2 separate regions of the Mus musculus genome follow, and region 2 is linked to region 1. Evidence: chromatin contacts called from public promoter capture Hi-C data. All regions are on one chromosome and are shown on one strand. Each heading gives the region's core, a stretch centred on a gene start, on an enhancer-like site or on the middle of the called end of the contact. The rest is flanking DNA. Distances are from core to core; before and after follow the strand shown.

The links. Capture Hi-C pulls out chosen DNA fragments and counts their contacts.
Region 2: a promoter capture Hi-C map of adipose tissue shows a contact between it and region 1. The contact joins two enhancer-like sites. A contact is called at or near these places in 3 of 39 promoter capture datasets (frontonasal cranial neural crest, pre-B cells and stem cell-derived epiblast-like cells), 6 of 484 Hi-C or Micro-C datasets (the HPC-7 cell line, bone marrow-derived macrophages, extraembryonic endoderm stem cells and 2 more), 7 of 115 datasets of contacts at active chromatin or transcription factors (astrocytes, differentiating embryonic stem cells, embryonic stem cells and 4 more) and 3 of 9 other capture datasets (adipose tissue, liver and pancreatic islet).

What each region holds. Positions count from the first base shown.
Region 1 is chr17:86,504,641-86,509,456 of GRCm38.p6, reverse strand. The region is part of intron 10 of Prkce (protein kinase C, epsilon); the gene reads right to left. Among named protein-coding and RNA genes, the nearest start is that of Gm30284, 62 kb to the right of the region's middle. Within about 2 kb of position 1,961, at least 31 of the 459 cell types and tissues checked have an H3K27ac peak or open chromatin away from gene starts, as enhancers often do. A contact at or near this core is called in adipose tissue, where this site is marked.
Region 2 is chr17:86,767,377-86,772,192 of GRCm38.p6, reverse strand. The region is part of intron 1 of Epas1 (endothelial PAS domain protein 1); the gene reads right to left. Among named protein-coding and RNA genes, the nearest start is that of Epas1, 16 kb to the right of the region's middle. Within about 2 kb of position 2,187, at least 92 of the 459 cell types and tissues checked have an H3K27ac peak or open chromatin away from gene starts, as enhancers often do. A contact at or near this core is called in adipose tissue, where this site is marked.

The DNA.
Region 1 (4,816 bases), core at 712-3,211:
GGATTCTCTCCCATGTCCATCCCAATTCATTTGGATGGATGATACCAGGACTCTTGAGGTGTTGAGAAAGGAGCCATCGCCGGGCATGGTGGCGCACGCCTTTAATCCCAGCACTCGGGAGGCAGAGGCAGGAGGATTTCTGAGTTCGAGGCCAACCTGGTCTACAAAGTGAGTTCCAGGACAGCCAGGGCTATACAGAGAAACCCTGTCTTGGAAGAAAAAAAACAAAAACAAAAACAAAAACAAAAACAAAAACAAAAGAGAGAGAGAGAGAGAGAGAGAGAGAGAGAGAGAGAAAGGAGCCATCCTTCAGCTAATTTTAATTCTGGAAAGGATTTCTGATCGGTGTGGCCCTCACTCACATCACTGGTGTAAGGTGTGTGCACTGGGGGGTTACAGTGGGTAAGCCTGGTCCCTATAGTTATGGTGGGTAACTAGAATCCCTATGCACACAGACAACTATGTGTATAGGGATGCTCAGAACTGAGTTGGGGGAAGATGATTATACACACAAACCTATTCTATTAGTGTTGTGGATTTAGATCAGTCTTACTGTGTAGCCCTAGCTGTCCTTGAACTCACTGTGTAGATGAGGTTGTCCTTGAGCTCACAGAGCTCTGCTTCCCTTGGTTTCCCAAATGCTAGGTAGGGTTAAAGGCCAGTTCATACACACAGATCTAAAAAGGCTAGGTGTGTGGCACATGCTAATGAGATGAAGGATATACAGACAGCAGAGAGTCAGGGTGGATAAAGGAGTCTGCGTGAGAGCCAAGATGGAAGAGTGCCTGACATCAGGAAAACTACATAGGCAGGGATGGTTCACTCATACCAACTGCAATAGGCATGGCTTTGTGGGCTGGAATGTCCAGGAAGCAAGGACTGAAACTTCAGCAAGCAGGTTAAGATCCAAGAGATACTGACATCTTACTTTCTAGGCTACGAGAGTTGTCCCAATGTGCGGAACTTGACAGCAAATGTAGGTAAGCTATTTTGATCGGTTTTGAAAATGTCTATGAATGACTGACTTCAACTAAAAATCTAAATGGCTACCTTCCCCCAGTCTGATGTTTCTGTTACTATCCAAAATAGTTACAGAGGAAAGCCCACTTAAAGGTACATTTTTATTTGCATGGTGTGTGCTACCTCATCACGTGGAGGGTGCCTGAAGTTAGCACACACTCTGGGCCATTCAGCGTATTCAGGAACTGTGCAAGGCAGAACCTCAGATAAGTTTCCACCAATCAGAAGAGGGGATGCAAAATGAAGACAATTTTCAGAAAGAAAGCCGTGCTGATCCTGTAGATGACAAAACCAACAGGGACCCCAGGGTAGCAAGGGGAAAAAATACCCGATGTGCGACAAAGCAAGGAGAAGCAGAATGATGCCAGAAGAGGGAAGAGCCACGCGGTTTAGATGGGGAAGTCATCCCTATTGGTTGGACATAAGGATAATTTGCCCTGAAACGGTCCCTGGCCATGCCTGGGGAGGTTAATTTCAGACCCCCAGGATAGCTGTTCCCCGTCTAGGGCATCACATTGGAGAGTGCAAGAGTTTTTCGGAAATACCAGCAGAGGGAGAAGGGGCAGGCCTGGGGAATTCCCACGGTGGGTAAGCAGTTGCAACACCCAAGTCATTCTGAAAATTGTATGTTCTACACCCCCACCCTACCGCCCAACGCCACTGCCCAGAGGGATTCTGGGATGACAGGAAATGCTTAAGCCCGGCTAGCAAGCCAGAAAACCCTCTAGAGACTCCTGCTGTCGTTTAAAGGGCACAGGCAGTCGACAAGCTGGCCAGCTGACAGACTGCTGAGAGAGAGAGAGAGAGAGAGAGAGAGAGAGAGAGAGAGAGAGAGAGAGAGAGAGAGAGCTGGATTTCCAGGCCGCCAGAAGCATCTCCAGCGATGGCCTAGCCATGTGCTGAGAGGTCTGTCATCCTGTGCATCTTCTCAGATGAGGAAGCCACCGCCGAGATCACGGTCTCTCCATGATGTAAGGCTCTCAGCAGGCAGTGGCACTGGACACTAGGTCACCTCCACCAGTTTTGCACATGAAAACATTGTTACAACTCCCTAAGTAGAAGTAGCTTAGCAGGGTTACAGGATCTTCTAGTCTTGCTTTGGGGGTGTCTTCCCCTCTTTGTGTCACAGGAAGGACATTTAGGATAGGTGCAGTTTGGGAGACATTTATTCAGACACATGGCTTGGTCAGTGTGTGTGGGGGGTTCATTAGCTGCAAAGCCTTCAGTCATAGGGGCTCCAGAAAATCCCCCTTAAACAGCATTTCCTCCACTTACTTTTTTTTTCAGTGCTGAAGTTTCCTTTTCCTGCCTCTGTACGGGATGATGTAGCTGTTTACTTTAAGGCTCAGGAGTTAGGCAGCATTGTAAGAAAAGCTTTCCCACACACAAAGAATAAGCGACTCTTTCCATGATGTTTTCGCAGTGAGTACACAGGAACAGGCTTGCCTCTGGGCAGTTTCAGCTCTGCCCCTGCCTGCTGTCTCGGGATCCATTCACCTTTACCTGGGCATCCTGGCACTGGGGGATGAAGGAGGCCACGGGAAGAGGAGGAAGCCCAAGGCACTTTGGTGGCTCCCTTGGCTATGGAGTTATGATGAAATACCCACCCCGACCTCAGTGTCCTTATCCGTGAAAGGAGGGGTGCAGGGGTGACTGGTAAGGAAGACACGAAATTATGTCCTAAAGCCAAGAGTGTAACATCTGACACAGTGCACGGATAACAGGTGGGAAGGGAGCAGAGGCCACCCAGCTCCAATCAGAGCTCTGTCCCTGGTTAGCATTACCGTGCCTCAGGACACCCGCCTCCTACAGCCACTGGAAGGATCTGTCAGTGGCTATAGTGAGCTTTGGGAAATGGCACACATGATAGAAACTGTAAAAACATCAGCTTCTTGAATCAATCTCTCTCTCTGTCTGTCTCTCTCTCTCTCTCTCTCTCACACACACACACACACACACACACACACACACACACGCACAGAACACTTCTTCCTTAGTGGCTGGTTCATGGTACAGGTGTATTTTAACACATCAGGTTTCAGTTACTCCATTGAACGCCTCTATCCTTCATACAATTTTTTATAATGGGAATTGACTTTCTTTGGAAAGGTGAACAGTTCAGTCCTAAATTTATCAGGTTTTTTTTTTTTAAGGTCAGATTTTATTTTCCAGTTTTCTGCCAAGTGGAGTGTGTAATCCCCAAAGTTGGGCAGCTAAGGCGGGAGGGTCATGAATTCAACTTCACTTAGGGCTAACTAGCAAGTTGGAGGTTAGCCTGGGCTATAGAACAGGTGTCTATTTAAAAATAACAAAAACTTCCCAAACAAAACAAAAAGAAAACAAACAAACAAACAAGCACCCTCCCCCTCCCCCCAAACAAGAACAACTTCACAAGTGCAAGCACCTGCCACTTGCAATGGTTTGGGAAGCTAACTGTTTCTGTCTACATTTACCGGGTCCCAACTTCCTGTGCTTACCTGGTCCCTGGAGCACACGCTTTATCTAGTTATCTAAGCTATTTTTTCCCTGATTAATGTGGCTTCCAAGATCACTAATAAACTTTCTCAAAAGAATAAAACTGGATAATTATGACTACAGAAGTGTTTCAACAATATCCTAGCACTTTATTTGGTGGTGATAGTATGTTTTTAGTAATAACACGGGTTAACCTAGAAAATGCCCATAAGCTAGAACTTGAAAAAAAAAAAAAAAAAAACAAGTTGGATTCAAGCTGTTGCCCAAAACCCAAAACAGAATTAGCCTGTGCTGTTCAAGTGGTGGCAGCTCAAGGGAGATCAAAGATGGCCTTCTCTGGCTTCTCTGATCCTCAGGCTCTTGCTACACTGTGCCTTCCACAGTCCTAGAGGACATGGGAGAACAGCCAGCCTATTGGGATAGAATCCAAGCCTGGAGCGAGGCGAGCAGGTCCAGTGCTAGCAGGCAGACCCAGGCAAGAAGCTTAGCTCCTTAGCATCTTGCACACAGACATTCCTCATTACGCGGCTTACACGTTGCTGATGAATCTCACGTGGATGCGGTCCTGGGCCAGCAGAGGCATTTCTTTTTACATCCACCCACACTAAGGACGGAGAAAATTCTTGTTGCCTGGGACCCATGCTGGTGTTCCCCTTGGAACATCATGGTGAAAACAGAATGTTCCAGTGGGGGTGGGGGCTGCAACTTCCTATTGGCTCTGCCAATGACATTCATCTTCATTCCAGGAAGAGGGCTCTACTTATCCTCTTGCTTTCCACGTTCAACACGGATTGCCCAAGATACCATCCCTAAACAGTCGTCCCAGAGATCCCTGGGTTACAATGTATCAGATTCTGGCTACCTCCCTATAAACAAGCCAGCTGACATTTCAGTTATATATTATCCTCTTGGGATTCTAGTCTCTCTGTTTGTTCATCTTTAGACTCCATCCTCCTCGGAGCAGTCAGACAACATGAAGTTTCTGGAAGCCAACTAAGTGAGTTTGAATTCAGGCTCTGTCACTTTTTGCTGTGTGGCCTCGCAGGACGATATTCCTACTCCTTGGGGGCAGTGTAAAGACTGGGTTAGCAGTATTTAAACTGCTTGAGGTTGACCCTGGCATTTTGGAGTACTCTATGAGATGTTGGCTATACTCTAGCATTACTGAGCCAGGGCTGGCCCTGAAGAGGAAGAGGAACACTAGCCCGCCTAGAAGATGCCTCTCTCCAACGTTCTGAACTAGCACTAGTAGCCATCTAGGACAAAATGCCCAAGAACATCAACTAAAAGGCCACGTTTGTTTGGGTTCATGGCTTAAGCC
Region 2 (4,816 bases), core at 938-3,437, 260 kb before region 1:
AAGTCCTGTTTCATAACTCTGACTGCCAATTCAGGTTTCTCGCCCTATCTATCCTGCTTCCCAAACGCACATGTGTGGCCAGAAACCCAGCAAAATCAGGTACTGACCCAGTAAGGAGAGCAATCGCAAAAGCCCCTGGCTAAATCAGTATGTTCTGAAGAATTCTGAAAAGCAGACAAAGGTCGCTGATTCCTCTCTGTAACTCTTAGTTCCATCAGTCCTCAGGAATACAGCATCAAGGAATTTGATGTAATAACAGTCTGGCCAGTAAATCTAGACTAGGGAGTGCAGGCTGAATAAACTGAAGGGGAGACTGCAATTATGCAGATTATTCTAATAGATCGTTTGCAGGCAGCTATCATCAAAATAAGGTAAATCCTTGCAGTCCCCTGGTGCCAAGTTCTGTAGCAAGTTTTTGTTTTAAAAAAGACTCTTGAGCTTTAAAAATAAAGGTATTCAAGCCGAGAGGTATTCTCTTGCTTTTTGACTTAAGTAAAAAGTTTAAGCCAGAGAGTTTAGGAAACAAACAACTTTTCTTTACTAAAAAGTAAAACCTTATAAGCAATTCCCAACGGGAAGTATTAAGTCCAGTCTCAAACAGAGAACTTTGGGATGGAGATATATAATATATACACATATATTATATAAGTATATTGTATGTTACATATATTTATTTAACCAAGTTTCTGATATTTACACACACACACACACACACACACACACACACACACACACACACACTCATTGAGCAGAGGACGTTGCTCATTGGTAGAGCACTTTTCTAGCAATCTGTGAGGCCCTGGGTGCTATCTATCCCCAGTACCAATATGGAGGATGGTTAACCCAGTTTAAAGGAGAAGCAAAGAAAACAGACAGATGCAGGAGACACTCAGATCCAACACAGAAGCATGCTGTGTGTGTTGTCTACTGCAGACTCTCAGGTTGTCAACTTTTAGCAGGTGGCCTGCAAACTCTCATGGCCACCCTGTAGAAAGTACAGTTTCCAGAGGTAAGTCAGAAACCCCGGATCTATGCATGGTTTTGTTTTGTTTTCAATAATCAAACTGGAAGCAGGTCACCATGGACGCTTCCAAGTTCTCATGTCATGCTAACAAGGACAAGGACGGGGAAAGGTCACTTCCTTAAAGATACGGATAGTGCTACAAATTTTCAGAAGGGTGACAGCCAAGTAAAATTTAAATAGAGCCTCCCTGAAATCTTGAGCACTGGAAAGCCAAAGTTAAACTTGCTCTGCCAGCCAGTGGGCTCCTGGCTTAACTCACACACGGCCCTGTGGATAGATGGAGTTTTTTTTCCCCAAAGTGAGACCAGGCCCAGCCCTCAGAGCTGTCATCGAAGCAGCCTTCTCCTGTGTAATCATGGGAATTACTCTAAGCCTACAGAAAGGCTCACACAGGCACCAGCCTTTGATTTTGCAGTTATTTCTGGGACTCCAGAGCATACTGGTCAGAACTTCAGGGGAGACATTGCTTTTCAGGTTTGGAAATAATTGTTGGGCCAGTTACCACTTGCTTTTTGAGCCTGGACGGGTAGTGAATGGGAGTCTCATGAAGATGCATCAGTAAGCAGAACTTAATACAGCTAATATTGCTGGTATCCCATAGCCATGGGGATCAGCCTTTCTGACGTAGGAGAAACTATATTCACTGTTAATGGAACTTATCTTTCAATAATACATTTTTTTGTTTTTTATTTATATATATATATATATTTATTTTACTTTTAGGCTTCTTATACAGTGACTATATGGGAATAATTCATATTTTTATGACCAGAAGAAAACAATTGAACTACTTCAACAATTTTCCCAGGGAGATGATTCATGAATATAAGAAGCCAGGGAGCATGTGCACGAGCGAGTGTGTGTATACAGTCTGCAATGCTCTCTCACTCCCTTCTGGCTGAAAGCTTCCATCAAAAAGTTTGAGGGGCTCTGCCACCAGGACGCGGAGCACCCACGGATTAGATCCAAATATCACCCATCCTCCCTCCACATCCTACTCTCAATCCAGCAGAGCCAGTGAGCTGCCCCCGCACTGGGGCCAGCCATTCAAGAGGCAAGGAAATATTATGCAAGAACACAGGAAGTCAGAGGAGACAGGATTCTGGGCAGGCCTGGCAAGGAGTCTGTGTGAACTCCAGCGAACAAGCGGACTTTGCTCAGCGGGGCAAGAGCCAGCAGAGAGCCTTCCCAGGGCGGTAGAGCAGAGCCGTCCACATCATGTCGCTGGCCAGTGGGTGGCCATCCAGAACTTGATGTACCTGATAGAAGGCTGATAAACGAGTCCCAATATTTCTGCTTTTTTGGCTCAGATTCAAGGTGACTCCCCAACAGTCTTGCACTGTGACTCACCTCTATCCTGCAGCACGGTCACCCCCACCCCCCACCCTGTGCAGCATGACTTCATTCAACAACTTAAGGCCTCACGGGCTTCCTAGCTGACTTCTCCCTTGGTGCCTCAGGTTGCAGGACCGTATTTGCAGGCTGCAAGTGTCAATCAGTTCATGTCACTACCAGGTGTGAGCACGCCAGAAACATTCGTACACAGGAATCATAGCAGCAATGTGCCCTTCCTCTGTGGCAGTTTACATCTGTGCAGCCTTGTTCAATTGAAGGGCACAGAACAGTCACCTGCCAGACATGAAAACGAAGGCCTAGACAGAGGCACTTGGTGTCTGACCCCTGTCCGTTAATGGCATCAGAACACCCCAGAAGCCTGCATCAGGGAGATGGAGGCATGGCCTCCTTTTGGGAGCTTTCTACCATATCACATATCAGACCTCAGCTGACTTTTGGGGGCGGTTGTTCATCCTGCTGCACTGAACCAGGCCCAACAGCAACTCCTGATGGGATGGAATATCTTTTTGGAGAGGAAGAGTTACAAAGAGATGGAAAGAGGTCCGCCAGCCCCTGCCAACAACCTCCAACTTCCCCTGCTCTTTCCAGAGTCAGCATCTGCAAACAGGAGGCCAGACCCCTGGAAATTCCCTTCAGAGCGGAGCTAGAACCTGGAGAGTTTTGGGGTTACCTGGTCTGGTTCCCATCTACTGGTTCATTTTGGAGAGGGTAGAATAATTGAATAATTGAGGCCAGAGGTGGTCATCTAGCCAGCTAATGCCTACCTCTTCTCAGGAAATTCACTAAGCATAGCACATCGCCCTGCAGGAGAAGGTCCACACTTCGATGTGAGTGGGAGAGCCAGGACAAGGAGACACACGGGGCTGCGGAGCTAGGACCCTCACCCCAGCCCCATGGAGAGGCAGAACCAGCAGTGTATGGCAGCACCCACCCTGCTTCTGCTCCTGGCTTGACAATTTCTAATTGTGGTAAGAACAGCAGTGGCCATTCCCCTGGGACTTGGCTGTGCATTCCCAGACGCTACCAGCACACAATGGCCCTACTTCTCTGGGGTAAACATTGCCAAATATGACAAACAATAACATCGCCACAACAGAAAACTATGGGGCCAAGAGAGGCAGCGTGGATCTTTGCAAATAGTCTGGGGCTGGGAACGTGTTCAGGTAGGTACTGCCAGACCCTGGCATGGTCATTATACTCTAGTGTCTCAACTGCCTCATCCATATGCTAAAAAGTGACAATTCCTTGGTGTTAGCACCAAGAGCTTTGGAAAGAACAAGTATGGGGGCATTCATGTAAATCCTAGCCCCTGGGACCCTACCTCAGAAAACAAAAACAAAATCAGCTTTAGGAAAACACTGGACAATTGTAAACCGTGGTAATGTAGAGCCCAGCAATATCGGAGCAACGAGTTCGCTGAACGCATCTGTAAAAAGCAGCAGTGCATGCAGGCTCCATTCTAAAGGCTGAGCCCTCAGTGGTAAACAAGGCACGTGTGGAGTCCATACCTTCAGTTTCACCCTGGCAGGGGAGGGGCATGGTAGACATAAGTAAACATGTAAATTACACGTGGAAAATGTTTAGAAGACAAATGGAACAGGATTAGAGGTCAATGGAAGGACGTCGAGAAAGGCTTCCCTGAGGAGGTGATATTTAAGCTGAGAAGGACCGCTTGAAGTCAGCTGGCCAGTCTCCCGGGTGGGGCTGAGGGAAGAGAGAGCTCAGAGGTAAGAAGTCCAGATGTGTTACAGTTGATGATAGGTCTGAGGCCAGAGCTGAGTGACCGGTCAAGTCTCCTGGTTAGGGTATAAGCACAGCCAGGCCTCTGCATTCAAGGAGACCAAGGTCTCTTTAGAGTAGCACCTGTTTCTAGGTTGTCAATGCCTCTCTTTGGCATAAAATAGTGGAACGAGGAAGAGGCGAGCAGCTATGGCCTGGGCAGCCCTGGTTCCTGTGCGACACGGAAGGATGTGTCGTCCTTGACGTGAGTGCTGGGCTGTGCCCTCTCCTGCTTCACAGGTGAGGGGAAACAAAGCAAGCAGAAGGGTGTTGGGATCTGGTGCTTGTCAGGACTTTCTTCAGATTTCCTCAGTCTTGGGGTATCCACTAAATGCCACGATTGGCAAGAATCCACAGGACCCAAAAGCCCAGGCGGAGGGACCCACCGGTAGGAGCCTGGAGACCAGAGTCTCCTGTTAGCCTCTCTCAAGGCTTCCTCCTGTCTGCAGGCGGTTCACTTTTAAGAGGTAATAACACACCTAATGAGTATATTGCTCTGCTCCTTAATGACAATGCCTAGAAGGTTTGCACTTTATACTTTTCAAAGTTCTTTCCATTAAGATAATACTCACAAAGTGTGCTTTTAAAATATACATTTAAAGCACGTGGTATTACTAGAACATTCCCTGGTTCGTATTCAGAGAGCAGCAGACAGAG